Regions from separate parts of the Mus musculus genome. Here all the other regions are linked to region 2. Evidence: chromatin contacts called from public Hi-C data. All regions are on one chromosome and are shown on one strand. The core of a region is the stretch at or near the end of the contact, and the rest is flanking DNA. Distances in the headings are between cores, read along the strand shown.

Region 1 (2,739 bases), core at 29-2,528, 140 kb before region 2:
TCCTACATCTGTGAAAAATAGACAAGACACAAAAGCCCCACCAACTCTACATTTGAAAATATGACTTTAACACATCCCCTTGCATGAAGGGTGAACAAACAGCTTCTTGGCTTTTAATACGTTCTATTACCTTCTAGTGCACTTTCTTACTGCTGATCTTCTTCATAGGGAGTGTCCTGGGTTCCTTGCATGTAATTCCACACATAACCGTGAATTCTAAAAACATTCAAAAGCTTGCAAATGCATTATGCCAACAACAACAAAAACTTTATAAAAACTCACTGCAATTGTTAAGACTTAAAAAAAAAATTACTTTGAACCCAAAATATCCTAACTCACATTCACAGGTGATTTAGATCATGGAGTTTTTGTTTATCAAATACCATTCCTGATAAAATTCCCTGGAAAAATATTTTCTATCAATATTTTGGGGGTCTTAGGTTATTTTTAAAACTCTATGGAATTTTTAATTCCACATACAGCCCTTTTCACTACATCCTGAGCTATAGCGTCCATATAATAAATAACCAAATTCCATAGTATGTAAAGACGCAAAAAGCATTCCCAGCTTACTAAAGTCCCCCACCCCGTGACAGACATATGGCTAAAGCTAAAACTTCCTGATGAGTTATGCTTATTTTATTTCATTTAAAATGCATTGGTGTTTTGGACAAAATTATACAAACATTACAAAGCAGGAAGAACTTGGGCCCCGTTTTCTCCCCTTCCCCTCCCCCCGTGTAATTTTAGGGATCGTATCACAAACCAAATGGAGCAATCACTAAAACCCCACAGCAGGAAATCCCACCCTTTAGTGTGTAATTATATTACATTTGCAAAAATGACTGTTCTTTCTGAAACTTTCATATTTCGCATGATCTGAACTTTGCACTTTTCCCTTTATCTGGGGGCACGGTGTCATGGTGTACACATTTTTTTTTCCGTTGTTGTTGGTGGTTTGTTATTGTTTTTTAAATGTTCTTCACAACTCTTTTTAAACTCAACTCTAAGGGTGGCTGCACCAGTCCCCTTAAATTGGAGGCTGACAGCTCACGACTGACAGGGGCCCTGGAATGCCCGCTCCTCCCCAGTTGCGCTCGCAGGACTCCTGCAGGCAATCGACTTTTGTTAGAGCGTCCTCGAGTCCACATCCACGATCGCTGAAATCCTGCTCCGGGTTTTCGTGCAGCCCGCGTGATTGACACATGATATCACCGGGGGCGGGTCCCGGCGTGGAGGTGGAGGTGGCGGCGACGCTGAAATGCTGCGGAGCCCGCGCGCGAGTGCTCAGCACGCAGGGGTTTGCGGCGGCCCCGCAGCCAGAGCTCTGCGGGCTAAGGAGCGGCTGCGAGCGGCGTGCATGTGCCGGGAGGGCCGGCCCCAGGCTCTGCACTAGGTAAGAGCCTTCCCCTCCCGCCGAGGACCTGGCAAGATCAGGTGAGAATGGTGCTTTATTTTATTTTATTTTCGAGGAGCTGGACGTTTTCGGAGCTGGCTCTAGCTCTGTGCCCGGCGCTTTGCGGTCGGCCCTGCAGCGAGTTCCGTAGCCAGGCAGCGAGTTACGCGTGTGCGAACGCGGGCTGGCACCGCCGCGCACCCGCGTGTCTGTGCGCATTGTTGGGGACCGACCCGCCGGGCGCTCGTGCCAGACCTGACTTTTCCCGTCCCTGCGTGCGGGCTTGCCTCGCGCAGACGCGTCTCTCGGACGCGCTTTGGACTGCGGGGCATTCCGTGGGGGCAAAACGTGCACGGCCGTGTGTGTCCGGGGCTCGTGGCTGTCCATCTCGGCGAGCAGGACAGCGTCCCGGGCTGGCAAGGGACTCACGTGTTTCTGTCTCTGCTCGTCTGCAGCCGGCGTGGCGACTGCGGGGACGCGGACCTGCGGGGACCCGAGAGCCCGGGACGACGCCGGGCCGCGCGCCTGACGACCGGGACGGGACGGTGCTGTGGAGCGGGCGCCGCGCGCACCCGGCGGATGTCCCCGAGCCGCCCTCGGCCGCCGCCAACCGCGGAGAAGCGCCCCTGCCCGGGGGCCGCCGAGGCCGCAGCGCGGGCCATGCGCGCCCGGCCGCCCCGCCGCGCTTGATGCGGCGCGCGCTCCGCCCGCTCGGCGCCCCCGGCCGGCGCCGCGGAGGCCGAGGTGAGTGCGGGCGGCAGGTGCGGGCCGGGGCGGGCCGGGCGGTCCTGGCGGTCCTCGCGCAGCCCGTGCCAAGCGCGCGGCACCCGATGGCGCTGGGGACCCAGCGCCCGCCTGTGCTCGGAGCGCAGTGCCGCGGGACGCGGGGAGAGGGCGCTGCCTCCTCCCGCCCGCGAGCTGTTTTCATTCATAACTTTATCCGGCCGGACCTGCCGCGGCTCGGTGCCCCTGAGGTCTCGGCGTGGGGCCCAAGCGCCCGACGGTGCTACCCACACTGCTGTCCGCGGGTGCGCACCGGCTTCGCTCTGGACAGTTGCGGGGTGCCTAGGTGCTCCGCCTGAGCGAACTTGCTTGGGAATGCCCTGTAAAATGCAAATTAAAGCCGTGCCTAGGGGTTTCATAACTCAAACAAGCCGTGCCCACGTCTTCCTTTCTTGTGGATGAGACTTGGCATATTTAAAGTCTTCGTTATGGAGTTTTAAATTTTTAAAAAATAGATATGGCACAGGAGCAAGGATGGGCAGTTTTCTAGTGTCGTTTAGGGCTTCGGCACCACAACATGCTGTTATGGCCGTGCATCTCATGTGCGGAGAAGGTAGTTA
Region 2 (2,861 bases), core at 99-2,598:
GACCAAACCTCAACAGCAAGACACGAATCTGTTTCTCCTAAACTCTTCCACTTATGTATTTTAGGATGTGTGAAAATACCAGAATAAGGCTACTCAGAAACAATACATTCGCAAATTAAATGTTATGTAACGATAAGTTTAACACAATATCAAGAAAATGAGTGGGGCATGAAGAAGGCACTGACTTCATCCATGGCTAGTCCAAGATAGACTCTTGAGTTGAAAATGTTGGGATGGTGGAAACTTCCGGAGCTGTAGCTTCATTGGAGGAAGTAGGCACCTGGGGGTGTTAACCTGTCTGTTTCTCATCTTCCTGCACTTCTGAGCCTCTTTGCTCCACCAGGTCTTCTCTGCTCTAAGGTTCTTTCTCTCCACAAGGTACAGGAAGGAAGGATCATGTCACGGGCTGAGCTATGAGCTCAAATTAAATTGCCTTTCTCAAGTATTTTGCCACTAATTTTTAAAAAGTACCCAACCACGCCCACTTCTCCTTGTTCACTGCAAAAGTGGCATCAGTTCTGAGGGATTCTTTATTTATTCACAGGGTTAGCTTTGCCAGTTTATCTTGGGATTTTTATTTAAAATGTGGCTAATATTCAACTTTAAAAAAAGAATTATTTTGTAATTTTGCTGCCCCAACCCCAGCTGAGAACTGAACCCAGAGGTAGTGCTGTACCACTGTTGGAGAGCTCCAGCATAAAGGAAAATTTATTTTGTTTTGACGTGTGTGTGTGTGTGTGTGTGTGTTGTACAAGTGTTTGGGTACCTGTGGAGGGTAGAAGAAGTCCTTCAGATTCCCTGGAGCTGGAGCACAGGAGGTTGTGAGCCACTCTATAAATGGGTGCTGGGAACTTAATCTATGTCCACCCAGAGAGCAGTGAGAGCTCTTAAGTGCTGAGCCATCTCTCCAGTTCCTGAAGTTCGACCTATATACCCAGGGGCAGGGATTTTTGTTGGTGTTGTCCTGTTCTAAAATGAGAAGAATGCTCACTTGTTCTAGCTTTGTATTTCGTGGGGTAAATTGATTTAGTCTTCTCAGTTGCTGGATGTTTGCTTTGCTTCACCGTACATTCCATCTTGTCACTTTTGCTTCTGTGAGCAGAGTCTCCTGAAGGTCCCTCATGGATGCCAGTGTAAGTAAGGACCAGCCTTCAACAGCATCAGGTATCGCAGAAATGCCCTGTCCTTCTATTTAATACTTCCCTGCAATTTGAATAATCTTTTCTTTCATTTGTTCTTTCCTCTTTATGTGTAGAGTTGGCTCTGCCAGCAAGGCCTTTCTGCACACAGGGTAAGTTTCTATTGTTCTGGACGTGCAGGGAGGATCCTCTGAGGCAGCTTTGTGCAAGGCTTCCTGACTCACTCCTTCGAGCTCAGTAATCCATCTTTTCCCTCTATGATTCATTCTGAGCTTAGCGGTTAATCTTCTAGTTCTAGTTTTATGTCTGTTCCTCCCCCTCGCCTGGGTCTGAGACATCCTTTCCCTCAACCATTCAAATGTCCCAGCTATTCATTTTCTCCGTCGGTTTCCCCGTTGGTTCCGAGAGCTTTAGTTGTCAACTCTTGTTTCCTTGTTAGCAACCATTTTTATTCTTACTGGCTTAGTCAGGCTGTTGGCCTTGGCTTTCTTTACAAGTGTTCTTTTGTAGAATCTTTGCCTCCTAGGGAGCCCACTGTCACATAGCACAATTAAGTGACAATGTATGAGGTGCTGCGTCTTTATGAGCAGTTAATGAATGACTGCGTGGACGATTTATGAGCAAGAGATGAAATCGGAGAAAACCAAATGCTAACGTTCTGTAATTGATAATAGTAATAGAAATAGTAATAGAAATAGTGATAGCAATAGTAATAGTTTAGTGTAGCAGTAGTGATACTGTTCAAGGTATTGTTTGACAGTCACTTGAAGCACAGTGCATGGACATGGGCATGGCGGCAGCTGTGTGCTGTCCAGCACAGTTCCATCTGTGCCTGGCATTTCCCTTCCTGATGTCTTCTGAAAGCCTCCGATAACCTTGTTCAGCCTGCTGCCATCTAGCCCTGCTCTGATTCTTCTTTTGTCTCCTTCACAGTCTCCACAGGAGTGAGGTCAAAGTCTGGCTCCTTGTATATGAAATCAAAAAGCAAGCTACAGCAAGGAGCATAGGGGATGTCTGTCCCAGGAACCTTGGGATTGCGGGGAGATTTCAGTTTTGGAATTCCCACCCATCTGACTCTTGGTGATTAGATGTAATGTCCTTATGTGGACAGAAAGGAAAAATTAGAGCTGATGTGAAAAGGAATTACTCCACAAGCAAATACAGAAGCCCACAGCAACTTCCCCAGTCTATGATAGATTCGGGCCACAGGACAACACAAGTCACAGAGTGTTCTGGTGATGTTGGCTGCAAGCAGTGGGTTTTATAGCCAGAAATGGAGTCATCTGAATTCCTCTTCTTTGTATCTTATGTTCAAGGTTTGTTTTTCATTTCCTTAGAGCTCAGAAATAGGTATGTAGAAAGTTATACTTTTAAAAAAAATGTACAGTTAAATTGGTTCTCTGTATACAGAACTCTGGAATATATTTTTCTCTTCAAGAACTTATCTCCACTCCTCCCTGGTTAAATGTAAAGAGACTTAAGCATCCACAGTAGATTAGCAAAAGAGTTTTATGATTATGAGTCCATTGCTCCCACAGGCTATATCAGATCAGTCATGGTGAATAAAACTGACTAGGGAATGGGATGATATACAGCTCTTCTAGAGTGTTCTAGATTGCCCCTTCCCTCCAGAACCCAGGGTTTAGCACTTAATAGACAAGTACTTTACATTAAATGTGTGTGTGTGTGTGTGTGTGTGTGTGAGAGAGAGAGAGAGAGAGA
Region 3 (2,966 bases), core at 232-2,731, 160 kb after region 2:
TCAGATGCCAGAAACCCTGACAGACAGAACACCACACTACAGGTTGCTCTCTCTGACTTGCACGTTGTGTAACTTCCTCCCTTCGGCAACACATTGATTCTCTGGCTGTAAATACTGCCTTCGACACAAGGTTAAAGCCGTGTGCTTGCAGCTTGGAGAGAGCAGAGGAGATAATGTCAACTTTAATTCCTGTGTTTTTCCAAACACAAAGATTAGGCCAAAGGTCACAAGTGGAAATGAAATAAAAATGGAAAACAGATGTTAGGAAGCCCACTGGTAATGGAAACACAAGAGGCAATGAAAGTTACTGAAAGGAAAACACAGCTAAAAACATGCACACAACCCAGAGAGCAGGGTCTCAGGGAGGTTTTGTTTTCATAACGATGTGTTTTAAAAAGCCCGACTTTTTAATATTTCCTACAGTGATTTAATTTCTTATACTTTTTTCCTTCCCTATCTAGAGGCAGAATTCAGCAGATGGCAGAAACCACCCTCTCCAATACCCTGAATAGTCAATGTACCCCAAGTATGCACACTGTCACAACCGGAGGTCAGTTGAAAGGGGACGTTTGTCTTCCAATTGGCAGGTTGCCACTTTCAAAGGTGCATCCATTCTTAAGCCAGCTTCCTGTTCAGCTCTGGGCCTGAGACCTGGGCGTCATCAGGGACAAGTCTGTTCTGGGAGAACAGCTGCTGGGGTGGAATTTCATTTAGATTACAATGCACGTCACAATTGTAGTTCTCTCTCTCTCTCTCTCTCTCTCTCTCTCTCTCTCTCTCTCTCTCTCTCTCTCTCTCTCTCTCCCTCTCTCTCTCTCTCTCTCTGTATTTAAAAGGAAGCTCTGTATTTTGGTGTGTGCTGACTTTTATAGTTGATCTCCAGCCAATAAAAAGAGGAAGATGTTAGAAAGTCAGTGGAAATACCTAACTCTATGTATGATATTTTGGAATGCTATAAACAAATACGCATCGGACATCTAGAAAGTACCCTGAGGCTTTTGCCTGTGTTATCTTTTAAAAAGTCAGACGAGTCATAAAACAAAAACAAAACCACATTGTAACATGGCTGAGAAAGTTCTAGCATTTAAAGTAAAACCAGAAAAGAAAGACAATTAAACACACACATCCCCCAGCTTGTCCTCCTACCCACAGGCTCCTAGGGAGCCTTCCTGGGGCTGCTGTGCGTCTTTCTGGCTAATATCGACCAACTGACTGAGGACGGCAAAGGGGAACTGGCACACCTTGGCGGCAGGTATGTAATTAAGAGGAGGTAATTAAGGATCATTGCTGGGTGCGCTGACAGCGGGCATGTAATTACGAAGGAAGAAGAATCAGAACAGGAGCCAGGACGTGAATGCCAAAGTATGCTCAGAAACCTGGACCCTAAAATCACTTCCTCTGTGGGAGGCAGGTCATTTCAGTCCTGTGCTTTAAGAGCTGTGCTGGCATGGACCAAGGATGAGCCCAGAAACGTTTGTGTCCGGCCTCGGCAGCCTTAGCAAATCATCTCGTCTTTTCATTGCTCATCCCTCCCTCCCAGACACGGTCCAAGACATTCCATTTTTATGTGCGTTTGTATTTTCTCAGGAACAGACACATTAACAGGATGGGTTTAACCATAGTTCAGTTTATTTACGATCCTCTGGTTAAATGTTAATAGCCTCAAGTCAAGGATCTAACGCAAGAATTTGGAGCCGGGGATTTTGCAGGCTGTATTTAGTGACCACTCAACAGCATTAATATCCAGCTGTTTATTTTATTTTGTTTTATTTCAAATCACACATGTGGAGGGGGTTGGGAGGTACATGCCCATGAGTGTAGGTGCCCAGTGGAGCCCAGAAGCTCATGTCAGTTTCCCTGAAGCTGGAATTACAGGTGGCTGTGAGATGCTTGACATGAGTCATGGCAACTGAAATCAGGTCCCCTTCGAGATCCGGAAGGATTCTTAACCACTGAGCCATCTCTCTAGCCTCTCTCCGGGTTATTGAATACTAGGCACCATTCTAAGGACTGCTGATGAGCTAATAATCCCTTTAATCCTTATGAGACCGATGCCTGGCAGTTTCTGTCAGTAGCATCCCCCTTCTTAAAGCGAACTTCTAGGCAGGGTAACATCACAGAATTTGCCCAAGGTCACATGTCTGATGAGTGGCTGAGTAGGGACTGACTCCTAAGTGTACTCTCCTGGCCACCATACTGTTTCTTTATCTTTTCACAGTTTCCATGAAAGTCCTTTTTTGACTATTTCCTACTGGGGGTCAAACTTGTTAGATTAGATTATTAGACTATTATTGCATGTCTATATGAGGGATGGAATTCCCCCCACCCCCAACTTCCTAAGTCATCTTAATGCACTGGATAAAGAGCTTGAGCTGCCACACACGCCATCTATTGTATGTTTGTGTGTGTGTGTGTGTGTGTGTGTGTGTGTGTGTGTGTGCTTGTGTGTTCCTTGTCAAGTCTTTCTGCTGGAGTATGGATAACCTATTGTCTCAAGTCATAGCCAAGCTCTGATGAGGTAGAATTCAAACTCTAATGTAAAAGTCAAGCGCTGATCGAAGATGCCTAACAAAGTTAGCATCTGCATCCTAGGAGTTAATGCATTCCGAGGGGGGAGGGGATGGGAAGCTCAGGGAGACTGGGAAACTCAGCTAAGGAGAAGCCAAGAGTCAGCACAGCATGAAGCAAAAACAAGCAAACAAACGAAGCGACACACCCCTGCATCCTCTCCACAGAGCCTGCAAAGCCAGAAGTTCACCGCACATTGGTCTTGCCTCAGACACCAGTAATCTTTATTAAGACATAACAACATTATTCCTCAATTGTCTTCTTCCGGTTGGCCAGCTGTGGCCACTGAAGGCAGATTAACCAGAACCTGATGGGTTTGAGCCCCTGTTCAACATTGCTGGCTAAATACCATAATTATACAGGGTGCTGAGGTGACGTTCATCTTATACTTAGACATG

What was found. Hi-C and Micro-C count contacts between places; a contact is called where the count stands out from the background.
Region 1: a contact with region 2 is called in a Hi-C map of muscle stem cells, with 2.3 times the contacts expected there. The contact joins the promoter of Spry1 here to the enhancer-like site in region 2. A contact is called at or near these places in 6 of 39 promoter capture datasets (the 3T3-L1 cell line, the C10 cell line, the HPC-7 cell line and 3 more), 1 of 15 datasets of contacts at CTCF or cohesin (large pre-B cells), 16 of 484 Hi-C or Micro-C datasets (the AML12 cell line, the C10 cell line, the HL-1 cell line and 13 more), 16 of 115 datasets of contacts at active chromatin or transcription factors (the 230-238 cell line, CD8 T cells, bone marrow-derived macrophages and 11 more) and 3 of 9 other capture datasets (adipose tissue, embryonic stem cells and liver).
Region 3: a Hi-C map of uterus shows a contact between it and region 2, with 2.3 times the contacts expected there. The contact joins two enhancer-like sites. A contact is called at or near these places in 1 of 39 promoter capture datasets (the C10 cell line), 3 of 484 Hi-C or Micro-C datasets (the AML12 cell line, the C2C12 cell line and uterus) and 3 of 115 datasets of contacts at active chromatin or transcription factors (CD8 T cells, large pre-B cells and oligodendrocyte precursor cells).

The regions. Positions count from the first base shown.
Region 1 is chr3:37,638,669-37,641,407 of GRCm38.p6, forward strand. Spry1 (sprouty RTK signaling antagonist 1) reads left to right here and starts at 1,279. Exons shown (of 3, transcript NM_011896.3): 1 at 1,279-1,437; 2 at 1,852-2,140.
Region 2 is chr3:37,778,928-37,781,788 of GRCm38.p6, forward strand. No RefSeq gene overlaps it. Among named protein-coding and RNA genes, the nearest start is that of Gm42210, 27 kb to the left of the region's middle. Within about 2 kb of position 1,349, at least 41 of the 459 cell types and tissues checked have an H3K27ac peak or open chromatin away from gene starts, as enhancers often do. A contact at or near this core is called in the C2C12 cell line, adipose tissue, adipose-derived mesenchymal stem cells and 3 more, where this site is marked.
Region 3 is chr3:37,934,895-37,937,860 of GRCm38.p6, forward strand. Gm20755 (predicted gene, 20755) reads left to right here. Exons shown (of 4, transcript NR_040559.1): 2 at 462-550. Among named protein-coding and RNA genes, the nearest start is that of Gm20755, 38 kb to the left of the region's middle. Within about 2 kb of position 1,482, at least 54 of the 459 cell types and tissues checked have an H3K27ac peak or open chromatin away from gene starts, as enhancers often do. A contact at or near this core is called in the C2C12 cell line and uterus, where this site is marked.